Linked DNA regions of Mus musculus: region 2 is linked to region 1. Evidence: chromatin contacts called from public HiChIP or PLAC-seq data. All regions are on one chromosome and are shown on one strand. Each heading gives the region's core, a stretch centred on a gene start, on an enhancer-like site or on the middle of the called end of the contact. The rest is flanking DNA. Distances are from core to core; before and after follow the strand shown. Region 1 overlaps Kcnab1 (potassium voltage-gated channel, shaker-related subfamily, beta member 1). Region 2 overlaps Kcnab1 (potassium voltage-gated channel, shaker-related subfamily, beta member 1).

Evidence for each region. HiChIP or PLAC-seq counts read pairs in DNA pulled down with a chosen protein or histone mark.
Region 2: a CTCF HiChIP or PLAC-seq map of the NIH/3T3 cell line shows a contact between it and region 1, with 10 read pairs. The contact joins two enhancer-like sites. A contact is called at or near these places in 1 of 15 datasets of contacts at CTCF or cohesin (the NIH/3T3 cell line), 1 of 484 Hi-C or Micro-C datasets (embryonic fibroblasts), 1 of 115 datasets of contacts at active chromatin or transcription factors (pancreatic cancer cells) and 3 of 9 other capture datasets (adipose tissue, embryonic stem cells and liver).

What each region holds. Positions count from the first base shown.
Region 1 is chr3:65,137,447-65,141,496 of GRCm38.p6, forward strand. All of the region lies in intron 1 of Kcnab1 (potassium voltage-gated channel, shaker-related subfamily, beta member 1), which reads left to right. All of the region lies in intron 3 of A330015K06Rik (RIKEN cDNA A330015K06 gene), which reads right to left. Among named protein-coding and RNA genes, the nearest start is that of Kcnab1, 30 kb to the left of the region's middle. Within about 2 kb of position 1,510, at least 31 of the 459 cell types and tissues checked have an H3K27ac peak or open chromatin away from gene starts, as enhancers often do. A contact at or near this core is called in the NIH/3T3 cell line and pancreatic cancer cells, where this site is marked.
Region 2 is chr3:65,295,720-65,299,823 of GRCm38.p6, forward strand. Kcnab1 (potassium voltage-gated channel, shaker-related subfamily, beta member 1) reads left to right here. Exons shown (of 14, transcript NM_010597.5): 4 at 1,950-2,029; 5 at 3,869-3,913. A330015K06Rik (RIKEN cDNA A330015K06 gene) reads right to left here. Exons shown (of 5, transcript NR_126080.1): 2 at 2,574-2,807. Among named protein-coding and RNA genes, the nearest start is that of A330015K06Rik, 4.9 kb to the right of the region's middle. Within about 2 kb of position 1,447, at least 43 of the 459 cell types and tissues checked have an H3K27ac peak or open chromatin away from gene starts, as enhancers often do. A contact at or near this core is called in the NIH/3T3 cell line and pancreatic cancer cells, where this site is marked.

The DNA of each region.
Region 1 (4,050 bases), core at 260-2,759:
CCTTTTATGGCCCTGGCGTTCCCCTGTACTGGGGCATATAAAGTTTGCGTGTCCAATGGGCCTCTCTTTCCAGTGATGGCCGACTAGGCCATCTTTTGATGCATATGCAGCTAGAGTCAAGAGCTCCGGGATACTGGTTAGTTCATAATGTTGTTCCACCTATAGGGTTGCAGATCCCTTTAGCTTCTTTGGTACTTTCTCTAGCTCCTTCATTGGGGGCCATGTGATCCATCCAATAGCCGACTGTGAGCATCCACTTCTATGTTTGCTAGGCCCAGGCATACTCTGACAAGAGACAGCTATATCAGGGTCCTTTCAGCATAATCTTGCTAGTGTATGCAATGGTGTCAGCATTTGGAAGCTGATTATGGGATGGATCCCCGGATATGGTAGTGTCTACATGGTCCATCCTTTTATCTCAACTCCAAACTTTGTCTCTGTAACTCCTTCCAAGGGTGTTTTGCTCCCACTTCTAAGGAGGGGCATAGTGTTCACACTTCAGTCTTCATTTTTCTTGAGTTTCATGTGTTTAGGAAATTGTATCTTATATCTTGGGTATCTTAGGTTTTGGGCTAATATCCACTTATCAGTGAGTACATATTGTGTGAGTTCCTTTGTGAATGTGTTACCTCACTCAGGATGATGCCCTCCAGGTCCATCCATTTGGCCAGGAATTTCATAAATTCATTCTTTTTAATAGCTGAGTAGTACTCCATTGTGTAGATGTACCACATCTTCTGTATCCATTCCTCTGTTGAGGGGCATCTGGGTTCCTTCCAGCTTCTGGCTATTATAAATAAGGCTGCTATGAACATAGTGGAGCATGTGTCCTTCCATAGGATTGTAAAAGGAACATTTATATGTACATTTTAACATTGCATCTGCTGACAAGATAATTAAGAGTGTGACAGGGTTTCCATTGTGGCTTGCTATTTTCAAGCATTTATAACTTGGTTATGAAATGTTGCTCCAAGGCGAAACTTGGCTACTATGCCTCAGCCTTTAGATTAAAATAAATTTTACATGGAAAAACATCCTTTTAATTGCCTTTCACTTGAGTAATGGATTGCTGTGTGTGCACTGTGGGTGTTAAGAGTGTGTGTATCCATTAGTATGTGTGGCTACAGTTCTCTGTTCTGTTTTCTTTCTTTACCATCACAATGCCATTAACCTTGCCACTTTTAAAGGAAATGACTCAAAAAGATGAGTCACTTGCAGGCTCACCTAAGGGGAGAGGAAGAAAGAGAAAAAGAAAGACAGAGAAGCAACAGCCACAAGACAGGTGACTTGCCCAGCCACATACACACACACACACACACACACACACACACGACATTTTAGTATTTACTAGCCTCTCATTTTTCACAAAGCCACTTCCCATCAGAGCTGATATCTTCAACCACCAACTGCACCAAGGGCCTTCTGGGATTCTCTGGGAGTCATGATGGATCTAGTAATAGACAGCAGCACAAAAACAAGAAATTCTAGAATCCCATTAAAACCACATGCAAATTCCTTCCGATTGCACAACTAATGTTTCACATAGGGAATTAAATATTTAAGATACCTAAGACATTGGTTGCCCTGGTTATTTACAAAGCTAATCTGTATCCGAAGAATGAAAAGGCTACTGGGAGAGCAGTTACAGAGAGCAGAAAAAGAAGGAAGACAAGGAAACTCAAGGCTGTGCTCAGTGTTTTCTGGAAGAATCTGGTCCCCTGAGAGATGGTGAGCTGAAAGAGAGAGCAGAAGCCGTTCCCCTTGCAGATACACCCACAGGTAGTGGTTTTGTAACACAGCTGAAAATAGTCAGCATTTATTTTATGTTGCAGGTTCTTCCAGGCATTGATTGTATCACTCATTGATTAGTTCACTGATCTATTGCACAGGCCCTGAAAAAAAAAAATCAGTGCATTCAAGGCAAGTCCCAGGTAGCACTATATCCCCAGCCTTGCATATACTTTCAGAATCAAGGATCTTGAGAACTTGGGTCTGAAATGGACTGGATGATTGACAAGACACCCAGTCCGAATAGTGCACACTCTGATATCCACAGGGCCCAGGCAGATAATGTGAATGTCTGTCATGGACCAGATGACCTATAGACAAAAGTTTCAACTGCCAGCCTGAAGCAAGCAGCTCTTCCAGCATTGTCACTTTGTTGAAATGTGGACCCCAAGCTGTCAGAGCTTCCAATTTTTCAAGAAAAATCTAGGAATCTACAAGAATGTTAATCAACTCTATATGGCATTTTTATATCGTTTTTATTTAATATAACCCCAGAGCCTAAAAATAGTGTGTCACACAGTAAGCACACAAAGGCATCTGCTGCATTTTATGTGAATACTCTTAGATTTTAATATACCTTTGCTTTGTTGTAGTTTAGATAAAAATGCAAAGGAGAACCCCCATCTGTGTAACCTAAACAAAACACAACTCAGGTCTACAGTCTGTCTGCTACTTTGTTGCCTTAGGAATACTTTACAGAAAAAAAAAACCCTAAGATATTAATGACTCATTCATGGGCCATACAGATGGTTAATGGTGGAGCCAGTAAATCAGGTAAATAACATCTATCTTCAGATTTCCTATTTATAGCATTGTCTTTCTTCACACTTCTCCTGAGAGTCCTCTGTAGACTCCAGGTGTAGGCACTGGGACCCAGCTCCAGGGACATGCAAAGCCTTGGCTTAATAACTGATGGTAATTAAGTCTATCCTTAGTTGAAGCTATTTGTGCTCCCTGATCTGACCTGTGAACCCCTTGAGGACAAGTTTTTCCTCAAACACAAGGTAAAGGTTTACATATTTCTCACTTCTCAGAATTTAACAGCATCTTGGGAAAATGAATGGATACATGAATGGTAGAAGCATTTGTTATGCACTTGGTGTGTTAGGAAAGGTTTGAAACTGTGCTCTCCCACCCTCCAGCATATTAGATATGGGAATACCTTCTTTGGAAGTGATAAAATGCTTTATTTAGTGCACAGTTTTGGAGGCCATCATTCCAAGATCCAGCAGCTCCATCTGTCCTGTCTTTGGTGAGATCCCTTTGGCTGAGCCAGCACTAGACAGGGAAATGGCTGAGTGAAGATAAGACAATCGTGTGGAGTTCACACAAAGCACTCCAGGAGCTGGAGAGATGGCTCAGCTGCTAAAAGCACTTCCTGCTCTTAAAGAGAACCAGGTTTCAGTCCATAACCCCTACAAGTGAGTCGCAAACATCTGTAAGCCCCATTCTAGAAGCTCCAATGCCCTCTTCTGACCTCAGCGGCTTCCAGTCATGCCCGTGATACACATACATGTAGGCAAAAAAAACTCATGCATGTATAAAGTATATACATATATATATCAACACTCTCTGAAGAACTAAACAACTTCAGCAGATAACATTAACCCATTCTTAGGGCCTAGGGCAATGCCTCAATGACCCAACTACTTTGTACCAGGCCTCACTGATAATAGTACCACCCACTTCATAGCACCACACTGAGATGATGCCACCACAAAACTGAGCCTCCAGTTCCCCATAGGAGATCCTGAAGGAAATCTAGACAGAGAATGGAAGGTCAGAAGAACTGCTCAGTACACAGGGCCTCGTGGCAGAGGGGAGACTCCAAGAATGTAGCTGAAGGACCTCATACTTGTCTCTGCCCGACCCTCTATGATACCTGCTCAGTGGGATTCTCCAAATCTGACAGATGGTCTCCCATCCTCAACACCTCACACCCCCATCTACCTCTGGGCACAGACATTCTAAGACTGGAGGCAAAGGTGCTGACTGGGTCAGTGTGTAATACTGGCCAATTATATCCTCTTGGAAACTTCTGAAGGAACCCCCCCATATGTTCATTTTACAGAGGAGCGAATAAGGCAGACAGATATGTGTGTCATGACCAAAAGTTGGGGTCACTGTTTGTCCATAGTCAGACTAGCCTCCAGACTCTTGGGCACAGAACTATACTTCCTACTCTGTAGCTTTCCCCTTTTGCCTCCTAATTTATTTTTCTTTGTGAAAGTAAACATTTTACAATACATATATAGCTGTTTT
Region 2 (4,104 bases), core at 197-2,696, 160 kb after region 1:
GAAGTTCACAGCCAGAGTCTCCAGCCTGCATGCAACCTGCCAGTGCCTAGTGCACTGCGTAGAAGGAAAAAGGCAATGGTGGCTAGCCTTGTGGGCAAATCTAGTCTCCACCCCTACTCACCACAAGTCTCTGATCTCCCCTTCATACTGTCTGTCCTCTGCTGTAGGGATCTCATGTCTGGACATGCAGGACTGACCTCTGTGATGAGCCATTTCAAAATTCCAGCTCTCAAAATTGCACAATAAAGTTGTCATGAACATTTGCAGAGACACTAACACAGACGTACATCCAACAGCTAGAGTCCTTCTGGAGAGCAGCTGTGGGAAGGGTCCTGCAGAGCTGTCCACAAGGAGGAACAAGGACGACTAGCCAAACCCAATCACACTCACAACTGAATGGCTCAATCTCACCTCTTTTCTGGGGGCTAAAACTGTAAGCCAATAACAATGAGTTTACTTCCCTGATCTTTCAGCTTTCTCTTGGTCTTCCAGGAGTTCTCAGCTCCAAGCAGGTAAAAATGGCCATAATGTTCTTCGTGCTGGAGAACTGCAAGCTCCAGGAAGTAAAGACAGGCAGGAGCCTAGTGACTTAGCTTTCTACCACTAGGCCACACCTCCTAAGGAGTCTTCCATCTCCAAAAGATGCTATAGATCAGGGACCAAATGCAGGGGACTTGAAAGACATTTCAGATTAAAACTATATCAAGGCCTAAATCCAGTCTTTAGACTTCAATGTTTTTCCCATTATTCCACATAAGGTCTTCAGACCCTGTGACTGGGAAGGGTGTCTATTCTCAGGTACTCCATTTCAAAACTTCTCTGTAGCTAAGATGTAATTGTTACATTTCCTAATAAATAACCCACCAATATGCTGTAAGACATACCACAATAATTTTTTGCCGTCATCTAAAACAGGACAGTCAGAATGAGGAAACCTATATTTGCTTTACTTTTCAACTTTGCTTTAAAATAATGTCTTAATCTTATCAAATTAAAAATCAGTAACTGCTTCCTTGTGGGTAATGCTAGTGGATATGCACACTAGCCTACCCATGGTCTTGAGAGGCTAATTTTTAAAACACCAGAAACAGTCTATATTAGAAACGCTGGTGAAGCAACTTTAGTCCACCACCAAAGAACATAATGGAAAATCAATTGTTATTATGTGAGAAGTGGAAAAAAAATGTTCAAACATCTAGCAAATTAATCAGCAAAGTGGAGAAAGATTCCTCCACTGCCGTTTTCCAGCATCCTCCTACAGCTCCACCTTAGGCTGATTGTTGCAGGTAGCCCTCTCCTCTCCTGGCACGCTCTTACTTGCCCTGAGCAGCAAGGAGGATGGAACACGGAGCCCTGACCCATTCCGGCCTGAGTCCAGAGGAGCTTGCTCCCTCCCCTGTGTTGACTCAGCAGCAGCACCAAGATGATGCTTATTGTTCCACTGAACTGTGGGTGGCAGGAGCTTTAACAACAGTCATGATTGTCTGGCCTGTGATTCATCAGCACAGTTGGCCAGGCCTTGAGCAAAGTCACAAGCTTTTAGGTCAGGAGTCATCCAACTGCCAGAAGCTATTGACTTGCAGAAAGGGCTTGAGGGTTGGAGTCAGCTTTGATACAGATGACCCTCTTTGTCAGCAAGATTAGATGTCACGGAGGGTGTTCTCATACAAGGTCTTCCCAGCAGGGTGGAAAACACAGATCTGAACCCCTCAGTGCTCCGTGGGCAACAAAACACACCCCTCCAAGAGTGAGATTACAGCCTACCCAGTGTCTGAGGGTAGGAGAATCACCTGCCTTATACTTCTCTTTCTCTTGTCACTCACTACAGCTGAGAAAAACACAAGTGGTTCATAGGATCTCAGAGTGAACGGTGGATAAAGGATTTAACATTGCTTCCCAGCTAGGAAGAATGCCTGGCATTTCTGACTGACCCTTGCATCCTCTTGCAGGTTGCTGAACGGCTGATGACAATTGCCTACGAAAGTGGAGTTAATCTCTTCGACACAGCTGAGGTCTATGCTGCTGGGAAGTAAGTCAGAACAAGTTTTTAGCTCTCACATGGCATCATTGGTGGAAGCAAGAGGGTGTGCTCAAACATTGCTGTGGCATTGGCAAGGAGGGACTGCTCTTCTTGTACATATATCAGCAGGCATGTTCTTCCTCCGCCCTACACTGATATTCATGAAAGTTGTGATTTCTTAATGATGCCAAGAAATTAACAACTTTTCTAAGAGGGCACTTCAGAGCCTATTCTGAAGACTGTAAGCGACAGAGAGACCTTGCTGAAGGTAACGAGTAACTTTAGAGATTTCCTTTGGGCCTGAGCATCGACTTGGCAGTCTGAACATGGCTTGTTATGTTAGAACACATAATTGATGTTCTATTAGGCCGGATCAGCAAGCACATGTCACATAACATAACTAGTGTATTTTAGAATCGATATGGAGCCCTGGTCTCCTGGAATGAACGTGGGTGTCCAGCTTCCACCAGCAAAGGCAGAAGACATGGAATATGAACACACCAAGCTAGCTGCCCGCCTCCCCCAGGCCAGTTACAGTAGAGCTGAGGCTTACCCAGTCAATAGTAATTGCTCCAAATATTCTTGGAGCTTCTTCTTACTTTGGTTATTCCTTTTCAAAGACCTGCCTATTTTTAAGGACCATCAGAGGACTTGAGCATCCACATCTATGTTGTTTGTAATGAATCCAAGAAAGGAAAGTCGAAGTTGTTCGGCCTTGCTCCTTTCTGCATGCCCTCTTCTCAGGAGATTTTCTCAGTCCAAGGTATCTTGCTCAATACCGAATTGGCTAAAGCAGAGGAGAGGAACATAGTGATTGCAACTCCTACTGTAAGGGACAACCATTTGAATCGTTATTCATTGATGGCCACTATGTAACTAAGATAGGCTCCCAATATTTAAGGTCACACGTAACAACAGACAAACAAGGAGTAATGAAGACGATTCCAGTACTACCCCATGTCTGTTCATTTGGAGCATGTGCCATAGCTAGCATGCATCATGATTCCTTGGAGGCTGTGCACGCAAATAAAACAACTTTGGTTTACATCAAATACTAGCTAACAATGGCGTCCATATCTGGCTCACTGATGAACCAAATGCTAACTGCATTGACTTCCCTACTCCAATCTCTGGCAGCCCAACTGCTTCTTACACTGATCATCGTACTGGGTGGGTTATAGGAGAACATTTTAGTCTCCTCAATCTTGGTGAGTCTGCTGGGGAAGTGGAAGTGAGGATATTCTTAGGATGTCTTCAGTGCACCATTCCACAACCCAGCCTTAGGAACAGGAAAAATATTTTGTAGTGTCTCCCTATACCTTAGTCCTATGACAAACATTACTCAGTCCTAGGACATTCTCTTATGGACCACAATAACTGCAACACTGAACTTAGAGATATCTGAATACACATATAGATTCTTTCTTCTCTTCCAAGATCAACTGGGAAACTAGTATTTTCTGTTAAAACAGTCTGAAGCCTCTGGGCACAACTGAATTGTTCCAGCACAATAGATGGAAATAGGTGGTGCTGACTCTCGTTGAACACCACCAAGTGGGATATTTTTATGAGGGACCAAGCTGCCAGATGACTCCTCTGTTTCTTATGTCGGGACCACAGGAGGTCTCCTGCCAGTGCCAGCATTTGGCAGGTGCTTCTGGGATGCCTGGGAGCAGGATTCTGCGGGCACCAGCAGAAACAGTGGAGACTGTGCTACCAGCTGAGCGTGCTTCTATTTTGGGGATCTGTAGGCACTGAGAGTTCAAAAATGGGATGGCTCTGGTGTTGGGTTGACTCTTGCTTTTCTGAGACACTGCATCCTAAGACATTGTCTATTTTCCCCTTCAGGGCTGAGGTGATTCTGGGAAGCATCATCAAGAAGAAAGGCTGGAGGTACCACATCTACCATAACTGCTAGTTTGCCTTTTAAAGTCTTACTGATCTATACCAGAAAAGCAAAAACAAAATAAAATAAAATAAAATAAAATAAAATAAAATAAAATAAAATAAAATTTAAATCACATGGTACTAGAACAAAAGGCTGTCCAAAACACAGTCAACACTTGGTAAAGAAATAATCTATA